3 separate regions of the Zea mays genome follow, and all the other regions are linked to region 2. A link is a contact called in public Hi-C data. All regions are on one chromosome and are shown on one strand. The core of a region is the stretch at or near the end of the contact, and the rest is flanking DNA. Distances in the headings are between cores, read along the strand shown. Region 1 overlaps LOC100282213 (ORM1-like protein 2). Region 2 has its middle 130 kb from the start of LOC100275162. Region 3 holds the start of LOC100275168.

What was found. A called contact is a pair of places that touch in the nucleus more often than the background predicts.
Region 1: a Hi-C map of tassel shows a contact between it and region 2, with 2.3 times the contacts expected there. The contact joins two enhancer-like sites. A contact is called at or near these places in 3 of 25 Hi-C or Micro-C datasets (ear, endosperm and tassel).
Region 3: a Hi-C map of bundle sheath shows a contact between it and region 2, with 5 times the contacts expected there. The contact joins the promoter of LOC100275168 here to the enhancer-like site in region 2. A contact is called at or near these places in 4 of 25 Hi-C or Micro-C datasets (bundle sheath, ear, leaf and 1 more).

The regions. Positions count from the first base shown.
Region 1 is chr5:199,101,308-199,104,468 of Zm-B73-REFERENCE-NAM-5.0, reverse strand. It overlaps LOC100282213 (ORM1-like protein 2), which reads right to left. Exons shown (of 3, transcript NM_001155125.2): 3 at 1,146-1,568. The coding sequence ends at 1,430. Among protein-coding and RNA genes, the nearest start is that of LOC100282213, 9.2 kb to the right of the region's middle. Within about 2 kb of position 1,273, at least 16 of the 20 cell types and tissues checked have an H3K27ac peak or open chromatin away from gene starts, as enhancers often do. A contact at or near this core is called in ear and tassel, where this site is marked.
Region 2 is chr5:199,247,585-199,251,126 of Zm-B73-REFERENCE-NAM-5.0, reverse strand. It overlaps the pseudogene LOC103627536. Among protein-coding and RNA genes, the nearest start is that of LOC100275162, 130 kb to the right of the region's middle. Within about 2 kb of position 1,711, at least 18 of the 20 cell types and tissues checked have an H3K27ac peak or open chromatin away from gene starts, as enhancers often do. A contact at or near this core is called in bundle sheath, ear, leaf and 2 more, where this site is marked.
Region 3 is chr5:199,119,571-199,122,584 of Zm-B73-REFERENCE-NAM-5.0, reverse strand. It overlaps LOC100275168, which reads left to right and starts at 1,471. Exons shown (of 1, transcript NM_001149322.1): 1 at 1,471-3,014. The coding sequence starts at 1,632. The coding sequence ends at 2,711. LOC100275162 (a long non-coding RNA gene) reads right to left here and starts at 1,226. Exons shown (of 2, transcript XR_553688.4): 1 at 749-1,226; 2 at 154-662.

The DNA.
Region 1 (3,161 bases), core at 24-2,523, 150 kb after region 2:
GTCAGAAGGGGTGGGGGTGCGGGTGCAGGGAATCGCGGGGGATGGCAATGTTTTCACCGTCATCCGCACTCGCGGAGACAACGCAATCCCGGCGGACCCCGGCCGGCAAGCGGAAAAGCTCTTCCATTCACCTAGCTCTGCCGGCCGGGCAATGTCATAGCATGGCCATGGGTGATCGGTGAAGCAAAAACGAATAGATTTTGGTAGCGACGGGCTGACCGGCTGACACGGCTGAGAAGCGTGAACCAGCAGCCGGCCGGGCAATGTCATAGCATGGCCATGGGTGATCGGTGAAGCAAAAACGAATAGATTTTGGTAGCGACGGGCTGACCGGCTGACACGGCTGAGAAGCGTGAACCAGCAGCCGGCCGGGCTCAAAGACGGTACTGTACACGACAGCGAAACTGTCTGGGGCTCACCGTATGTATGTTCAGTTCCTTCCACACGAGTATGAGATGGATAGCCAAGCCATGTTATTTCGATTCCGTCTTGGTGTCATGTCCCGATGGCCGTCGCTTGGCAGACAGACACCGTGGTGGAGGCCGCCGAAACAGCAGTCCGTACAGCGGACGACCAAGGTCCGCGGCGCACCACCTGTTGCAGGTGCCGGCCGGGTGTCTGCGTGCGACTTGGATGCTGCGCAGTGGGTGTTGCTGTTACCGCGTGGCGTGCGTCACTCTGCTCGACTTTTCAACTGGGAGGAAGCTGCCTTCTGATGGTAACTGACTAACTGGTGACTTGCAGGTAGATGTAATATTTGGTAACCTTTACCCTCAGCAAAAGAGTTTTACTTTTACCGCGAAGGCGTGAACTTGTTATCCTTCAGCACGAGTAAAAGACGATAATCACAATGCCACAATTGACAGACTAGCCCCAAGGAATTGTAGTGTCACAAACAATTCCGAGTAGATCCTCGTGACACACGATTACGAACCTAGCTCATTTTCAGACGATCGGTTGTCAATGTGAGGAAAGCAAACAGTTTTCCCACCAAGAAACCAACGTATACCTGACGGCCAGTGCAGAAACTGTTTGTAATAATTTTGCCCCTCAATCCATCACCACCTGCCCCTGCCATACGCGCAGCCAGTACTGTGGAGCTATTTTGGTACTAGTATTATGGTAGCTGAGGAAACATTGCTCTGCAAGAATGATACTATACATACATATATAGCAACTGACAGATGCTCGCAACAAACCATATAGCAACATTAAGGGTGTACAGAATCTGTGCACATCAGATGTACAGCAGCGACATGTCCAGTCCAGCCTCTGAGCATCTCTCTATACAACGACCAAGGCCCATCTGCTAACAACTTTTAAACTATGGTACTCTGATGAATGAGCCCAACTAAAGCACTAGAAGGGGAACATACAGACCGTTCTGAAAAAGCATATAGGTAAAATGTCTGGTGAAGGATGACGCTGTTTAGCTCTCAGCATTTATTCCAAAAATCCTGACCTTGTGCATATTCGGTAGTTTGGCGACCACAAGCACGCTGACGGCAAGGGTATTGAGGAAGAGCATAGGTTGTTGGTAGTCTGTGGTGTGCAAAGCTATCAGATACCTGGTAAGGAAATATGGGGGGAATGCAAGCTACAGTTAGTAACAAAAACACTAGATAAAAAAAAAAAGAAACACATGGCTGATAGTATCTTTCTGCGAATAATGGATAAAAATAGTGTGATTCTGCGTTACATTACTCATTGCATTAGCATATAATAGTAGTAACGAATCAAGCATGAAGAGTAGTTAACTTTTTGTTAGGATTAGCTATAGTCTATCATGCATGTTCACTATATATCATGTGAACCTGATGGAGTGCTTGAAAAGATTAGCGACAGGAGAATGCACAAGTCACATGAAAGATCAGTCTATATTAATGGCACCACAGCTCTACAACTATAACAGAATCAGCATAATGAACAGTCAGCAACGTGTACAAGCTGACAAATATCTGTCAAAACTACAGCAGCATTGAACTATTGTGAACACCATTATGCTATGCAAATGCAGGTAAAGCATTCAATTGTACACATTATACCCTAGACAAACTCCAATGTCCGTTGCTACACAACTAGAAAAGGTGCTCTACCACCTACATGGCAACATTCAAGATTTATCCCACATTCCCACTAAAAATGTCTTTTATAATAACGCTTATTCTAAGACAGCTAAGGCTGTCTCCAGCAGCTATCGTATCCCATCCCCTATTTCAAACTTCACTCTGCAAACAGTGTAATTTACAGTGCAAATCCTCTATTTTACACGATCTGCAGCAAACAGCCTAAGCTAACTATAGCTTATTGTTAATGCTACACATGAAGTGTTTTTTCTCAGTTCATCTTGTTGTTTTCTTGACAGTGAAAGAAAGAAAGGTCGGATGTGTTCATCCTTGTAACAGATCCAGTGAGTGGTCCCAGAATACTAACAGGTCCTAGAATGACATAAACAACTTACATAGCCTACTATAGAGACATGAGACATTACAAGAAGCAAAAAAGCAAGTTTCCACAAATTGAACATTACTCAGAAGAGAGACAGCAAATTTCTCCAGTGAACTATGGCCAGGAACAACACAGTGAACTGTGGCTATGGACAACCAAATTCAGAGCAGAGTAAACAACATGAAATTGGACACTAGGCCTTCAACATTCAACAAGCGTGGCTGCTACACAAAGAGAAGTAGTAAACATTTGATTGCTTACACTATCATATACTCCCTCCGTCCAAAAAGTCCTGATCGTCCAAGCAATATAAAATCTTCGAGGAATCCACATCGTTTAAGCTAGGGACCACAGTTTGCACCTCATCCCAGACGTTCACGGCTCCTCGTTTGCTTTGCTTCATTTGATGCGTCTTCATTGTCCAGTTGCTTCAAATACGTCTCCGTTCCCTGCCGTAAACTCCATCCGAAGCATGCATGTCCGTGGCGCGCCCAGATTTTCAGTTTCGCGGGTGATGAATGGCAGTTTAACGGAAGGTTTTCGCGACGTTACATATGCGTATATTGAAAATACAAAACAGCGCCAGATAATTAACTTCACAGTGGCGGCCATGCGGACGGAGGGGCGTCCTTGGTCTTGGTGCGGGACACTTAAACGATGATGACTTTTGGACGGAGGGAGTACCATTTAATGATAACTTCCTAACTAATTAA
Region 2 (3,542 bases), core at 462-2,961:
GCCCCCATAGGTTAGTCCATCTCGTGTGCACACAACCAGGGAAACTAGCGAGTGACCTTTTTTAACCTCAGCTTGAAATTCGCTCCACTGGGATTCGAACTCAGGACCTGAGGATTGCTACTCAGGCCACCTAACCAACACAGCTAGAGGCCCTTTCGCGTTGTACGCATAATTCTTGAGTCGCCTTTTATTGGCTCATCTTTGTGTCCATTATAATCACACTTCTTTATATTTTCTTTTGCAGGCTTTGCATTGTATTTTTGGCATTTGATGTTTTTTTGTTGTCTTCTGTGTGGTTTTGGCCTGCATCATTGGTATTGCTGTTTGTTGCTGCCTTCCTTGTATCATAGCAATTTTATATGCATTGTCGGATCAGGTACATTTTCTCAAATATATGTTGATAGAAGTTGTCATAACTTTGTTTTTTTTCCTACGTATTATGTGTAAATTGGTTTACTAGTTTCACTATCTACTTTTGTGGCATAACCTTACGTAGTTTATCTCTTATTGTACAAGCTTCAGTGTGACACAGTGGTCGGCAGATAAATCTTGTAAAGGTTCTTCAATTCAAGCTGGTTAGGCCGTGTATTCACTATACATGAGGAATATTACTACATTAGTAACATTTTTGAATGGTTGCTAAAGTATCAGGTCTAAGCATAGCTAATTAATCATCAGGCAAGGCTGGTAAACATCTAATTACCAATTACTCGGTCTGTTTTTACATGTTCTGGTCATTGTAAAATTTCCAAAACTCGTGTATTCTGCCAATCATGAAATTGAAATTGTGAGTAAATCACGTTACTGCTATGCTGTTGAATTGTCAATTGCACCTGCAAAATTTCTCAATTTAAATATTGATTAATTATGCATGCTTAAACAATTTTGATGATTGAAACCAATGTTTAGTGGAAATGAAAAATATCTAGCACTGCCACCTATTTTGGCTCATCCAAGTTGGAGACGTGGACATGTTCTCAGTAGGAAAATTAGCTCAGCTCATTAGCATTATCTTTTTAACCCTATATGAGTAGACCGTATAAACACTGGAAGCCCAATCACCAATTTACCACATATACTCTAGCCTGTTGTGATTCTGACTTATTGAATACTACTTTACGTTTTCTGAACTTTCCTGTTCCAATCTGGTTTTCAACACATGGTGTATATAGCAAGCCCAACTTGCTTGGGACTAAAAAGCTTTGTTGCTGTTGTTGGTGTATATAGCAAGCTTTGAGAACTTCCAATGTATGAGCAAGTTGTAAACTATGTTTTCGAGTCTAGTTGTATAGCTACCGATTAGTCGAGTAGTCGCGATTAGTTGTCGACCAGACCGACTAATCGAGCCTAATGCAAGCAAAGCAGAGCATCAAGAAGCATACTAACCATCTCAAGACAACCTCATCTTTTCGGCGCTTGATACCAGCGGATACACAAGAGCTAGGCCTGGACGACGAACCTTGAAGATGGCGAGTGTTGCCTGGGGCGGCAACAGCGCAGAACGGGCGGCCGCCTAGAATTTGTGGGCGACACTGTAGTTGTGTGGTAGCAGGGCGGTTGCCTGGAACTGGATCTTGTGGGCGGCAGCGGTACTGCGGCAGCACGGCCAGCCGCCTAGAACTTGTAGATGGCACTGCAGCTGTGTGGCAGCACGGGCGGCTCTATGCGATGCGTTCTTGTGCGGCTGTAGCTTACTGTCTAGTTTGGCAACCCTAAAAGGCCACAATAGCAGCCCATGAGCCCACAGATGGACGACTAGAATTCTGGTCGGTCTGGTCGTCCCACAACTGCAACACCCATTAATCTCAAAAGCCCATCTAAAAACACATGTCCAATCTGGTCGTCCCACACCAAACCCGACGACTAACCGTGATTAGTTGTCAACTAACCGGACGACTAGAATTCTGTTCGGTCTAATCGCTTCGGTGGTTATAGTTGGGTTCAGGTTAACGATTAGTCCGCGCAATTAGTCGGATGACTTGAAAACACTGGTTGTAGATACTGCTGTGCTAGGTTTACCGTGATGAGTGACATGGTAAAATTACATGCTTTTCTTTGTTTAAATTTACTTTCTTTGTTTTGTTTTTCTTGTAGATCATGTGTTCTGTTTTGTTGCTTCTCTTTCTTTATACCTTCTATTGCACATTTAGTTTGTTTGAGAAAATAATGCACATTTAATTTGTAAGCATGATTTTAATCTTCTGATCATCTGACTGAAAACATGAGGGAGCATCTGAAGATGACATTCATCAAATTCCAAAATACAAATTTCGGAAGATGGAAGAGCCAGAAAAGCGACCTAGTAGTGTGCCTGGATCTTCTGGTGGAATTATGATAGAATGTGGCACAAATCAACCTATTGAAAAAGTACTTGCAGCTGAAGACGTGGTAAATTCTCTAGTTCTTGATTCTTTAACTTATTGCATTAGGGAGACTGCGGTTCAGAATTTTTTGTTGGAATGAAAGAAAGTTTCATAAAATAGATTTGACAAATTATTTATATAGGTGGCGCGTTAGATCAAGTAAAAAAGCATTGGAATGGAGAAGGAATGTCTGAAAGAACTGATAGTAGCTAATTATTTGTTATTATTTGTACATATTCATGGCCAAAACTGTAGTTATCAACTCTGATGTACGTTAGATCTTCCTGGCAAACTTTGTTCCGACTTCTCTTAATTCTGATGGCCTTGTTCAGGTGTATGTTGCTTCGAACAGTATTCATTCTAGCGTCAATGAATTTGTTGCTCTTTGTCTATGTGCAGGAGTGCTGTATTTGCCTTTCGGCTTATGATGGTGCAGAGCCTCGTGAACTTCCTTCTGGCCACCATTTTCATTGGGTTTGCATCGATAAATGGTTGCACATCAATGCCACATGCCCCCTATGCAAGTACAATGTTCGGAAAAACACTAGCAGAAGTGGCAGTGAAGAAGTATAAATCTCTGTGGGAATCTTGAGAATTTCTACCCAACAGTTCTGGCTTCTCGCTGGTATATTTTTTATCCCAGAATCCCACGAATGTGCATTCGTATATGTGCTAATATAATTAAGAAAACGATCCACATAAATTCTTGTATTCTTAATTTGGTCATAGTGATAATTATGTGTCAACTTTGCTCGTGCAGTAGTTTTCGTTGTGTACTTGTGTTTATATTCCTTATAGAACATTTGTGGACGTGTTTTAGAATTTCTGTAGAGCAGCATCCTGCCCAGTACTTTTTTGCGCAGTCTAATGTTTTGTAATAACCATACTAGCAACACGGGCTTTTGCTCCATTCGTTCGTCTGGCCAATGAAGGTAAAAAGCAAGTTACTGAAGTAGTTGAGTTGTAGGCATGTAGCCGAATATATATATGCATCATGTTTACTGCGGTGTAATGCAGGCTGACCATATCGTAGTTCGCACTAGTCTCTATGCTGATGATGCTAGGCTTTTCTTAAAACCCATGACTCCGGATGTGAGAAATGTACAATAATTCCTGATACACTCCGGCAAGGTATCGGGCCTAAACATGAATATGGCAAAATTCACTCTATTCAATATA
Region 3 (3,014 bases), core at 222-2,721, 130 kb after region 2:
AATTAAAGCACTAAAACCACACCCCCGGTTAGTTGCTCGCACGTGGCACGGTTCCCTACGCACGTGCGAGGCCCCATCATGCCAAGGGCTGCGCGCGCGGCTGGCTGCTGTCACCGACTGGTTTTTTCTGTAGCTCCCTCCGGACCCGGCCCAAAAAAAAATCGCTACGTACACGGACAAAGCTAGCACGCTTGGAAAAGCGTTACATGGACGAAATTTTTTGACGCGTTTCCGAAAACTGCCGGGGCACCGATTTCGGTTGCTCTTCCTCCTCGCTTCGCTTCGCTCCAGCACCAGCAGCAGCAGCAGCCTCCAGCGAGCGAGCCTAGCTAGACGCATAAAAATATTGCGAGAAAAAGAATCGCACTATCTCGTCTCATGACATATGAAGGAGAAGACTAGAGAAGGGGGCCGGGGAGCAATTCCACTACACAGGACATTCCTCCTCCCTCGCCCGTCCCATCCAGCTCCAGTACGCTCCTCCTCCTCCTTCCTCCTGCGCCTCGTCCTCGTCCTCGTCGTCGTAGTCGTCCTCAGCTCGTACGTCTTCTTCCTCGCCCCTCGGAGGCAACAACCACCACACGGGAGAACCGCTGGCGAGGAGCGGAATTGGGATCCTTGCATGCATGGATGCGGCGCAGTGGCATCAGGTAAGCTATAATCTGCACAGCACAGCCGTCTCGATCGAACCAGGCGCTATATAGCTGCAACCGTGCACATCGGGGGCTATGCGTACGAGATCTCTCACCTGCCGGCTTGGATCTTGGTGGTCTTGTTCTCCGCCTCTCCCTGGCCTGCGCCTTGGTCCTGGAGCTCTTGCTTTCTTATAGGAGTATGTATGTGGGTGTGAGCACGATGATCTATCTGCCTCGCCGCGGCAGGCTTTCTTGTTCTTGGATACCGCCATGGCGAACCTTTTATTCTTTGCGTAGATCTAGGCGAGTATCGTCACCTCCTCTCTGTGTGCGTGCCGTCTCTTCTCCATTGGCTTTGAGCTGGGGGGACTCCGGGGCCTTTAATTCCCCCTTGTCTCCTCCTTTTAATCCTTGAAAGGAGCACACGGCCGCCTTTATCTTCCTTTGTGTTCCTGCCTTTCTTTCTATCTTATCCCCCCTTTCCAAGCTCTCATCTCCTTTATCCCTCCTTTTCTTTCTCGTATGGAGAGGAGCTTTACCCTCCCTCTCCCACACCTTGCATCAAAAGAGCAGCCATGTCTTGGGTGATGGAGTGAGTAGAAGTGCTACGCCACAGATGCAACCCTACAAGAGCACAAGCAAAGTTGAGTTTATGTGGTGCGCTGCGATGTTTCTCTCTCATCTTTTCCTTGTTTTTTTTCACCTTTTTATTTGCCTTTTCCCATTCTCTTTAATCTCGCCTTTGTATCCATGTGCTTGGTTCTTTGTTGCACTGCACTGCAGTTGTTGCACCATAAGAATCCAAAGTCCTCCACGCTCATACCCCCTCTGATATGTGCTTGCTATATCCATCTCTTCAATCTCCCATACATACTACATGTTCTTGCTTCGTAGTAGTTGTCAGTTACCTTAACAATCATCATTCAGGTTTGCAGTGGTATCATCTAACGATGAGCAATATGTGTCCATCACCAGGGGCTAGGGCTAGGGAAGCCCATGGAGGAGATGCTCATGGCTGGAAACGCAAATCTAAACCAGAATCCAAACCCACCGCCGGCTGCGCCCTCGGCTCCCGGCGCCCAGAGGGCAGGCGCTCCCGCCGCGGTTGCGGCAGCGCCGCCTAGCGCTGGCGCGACCGGAGGAGCGGGGCCGGAGCGGCGGGCGCGGCCGCAGAAGGAGAAGGCGCTCAACTGCCCGCGGTGCAACTCCACCAATACCAAGTTCTGCTATTACAACAACTATAGCCTCCAGCAGCCGCGCTACTTCTGCAAGACGTGCCGTCGCTACTGGACCGAGGGCGGCTCGCTCCGCAACGTTCCGGTGGGCGGCGGCTCCAGGAAGAACAAGCGCTCGTCCTCGGCCGTGTCGTCGGCGGCTGCGGCCGCCGCCGCCTCCACCTCCGCGGCTATGTCTGGCACGGTCCCCGTGGGGCTCGCGGCCAAGAACCCCAAGTTGATGCACGAGGGCGCGCACGACCTCAACCTGGCGTTCCCTCACCACAACGGCCGCGCTCTGCAGCCACCGGAGTTCCCGGCGTTCCCGAGCCTGGAGAGCAGCAGCGTGTGCAACCCCGGAGCTGCCATGCTGGGCAACGGCGCCGCCGGCAGGGGCATGGGCGCGCTCTCGGGTTTGGAGCTGCTGAGGAGCACGGGCTGCTACGTCCCACTGCAGCACTTTCAGCTAGGGATGCCCGCGGAGTACGCAGCCGCGGGATTCTCGCTGGGCGAGTTCCGCGTTCCGCCGCCGCCGCAGTCTCAGAGTGTGTTCGGGTTCTCCCTGGACACGCACGGCACGGGGGGAGTTGGCGGCGCCGGGGGTTACAGTGCCGGGCTGCAGGAGAGCGCGGCTGGCAGGATGCTCTTCCCCTTCGAGGACTTGAAGCCGGCAGTGAGCGCTGCTGGCGGCGGCGCGAGCAACGGAGCTGATCATCATCACTACGAGCACAGCAAAGATCAAGCAGCAGGCGACGGCGGCGGAGCCAGCGGCGTCACCGGCGGCCACGAGGCTCCAGCAGGATTCTGGAGCAATAGCATGATCGGGAATGGCAGCAGCAATGGTGGCGGAGGCTCTTGGTAAATGGTAAGGCGGCGCGCCATGCATGGCTCATGCACGCGCCGTTGTCAGCATGCGGAGATAGGGGGGTAGAGACAAGGATCGGAGTTAATAAGAGGGTGGAGGTGATTAGTGTTCACATATGGCGTTTGATCTCTCTGGTTGTTTGCCTTCTCTTTTTATTTTCGGTTCTTGGTGTTCGTGTGTGTCAATCGACTTGGGGGCTAACACAGCAGGATATACAGATTGTTAAGGCGGTGAACCGATTATTTACAGCTTCTCTTAGCCAATCCATCTCTCGTTTTCTGATTCTGTAATCCAAGGAAC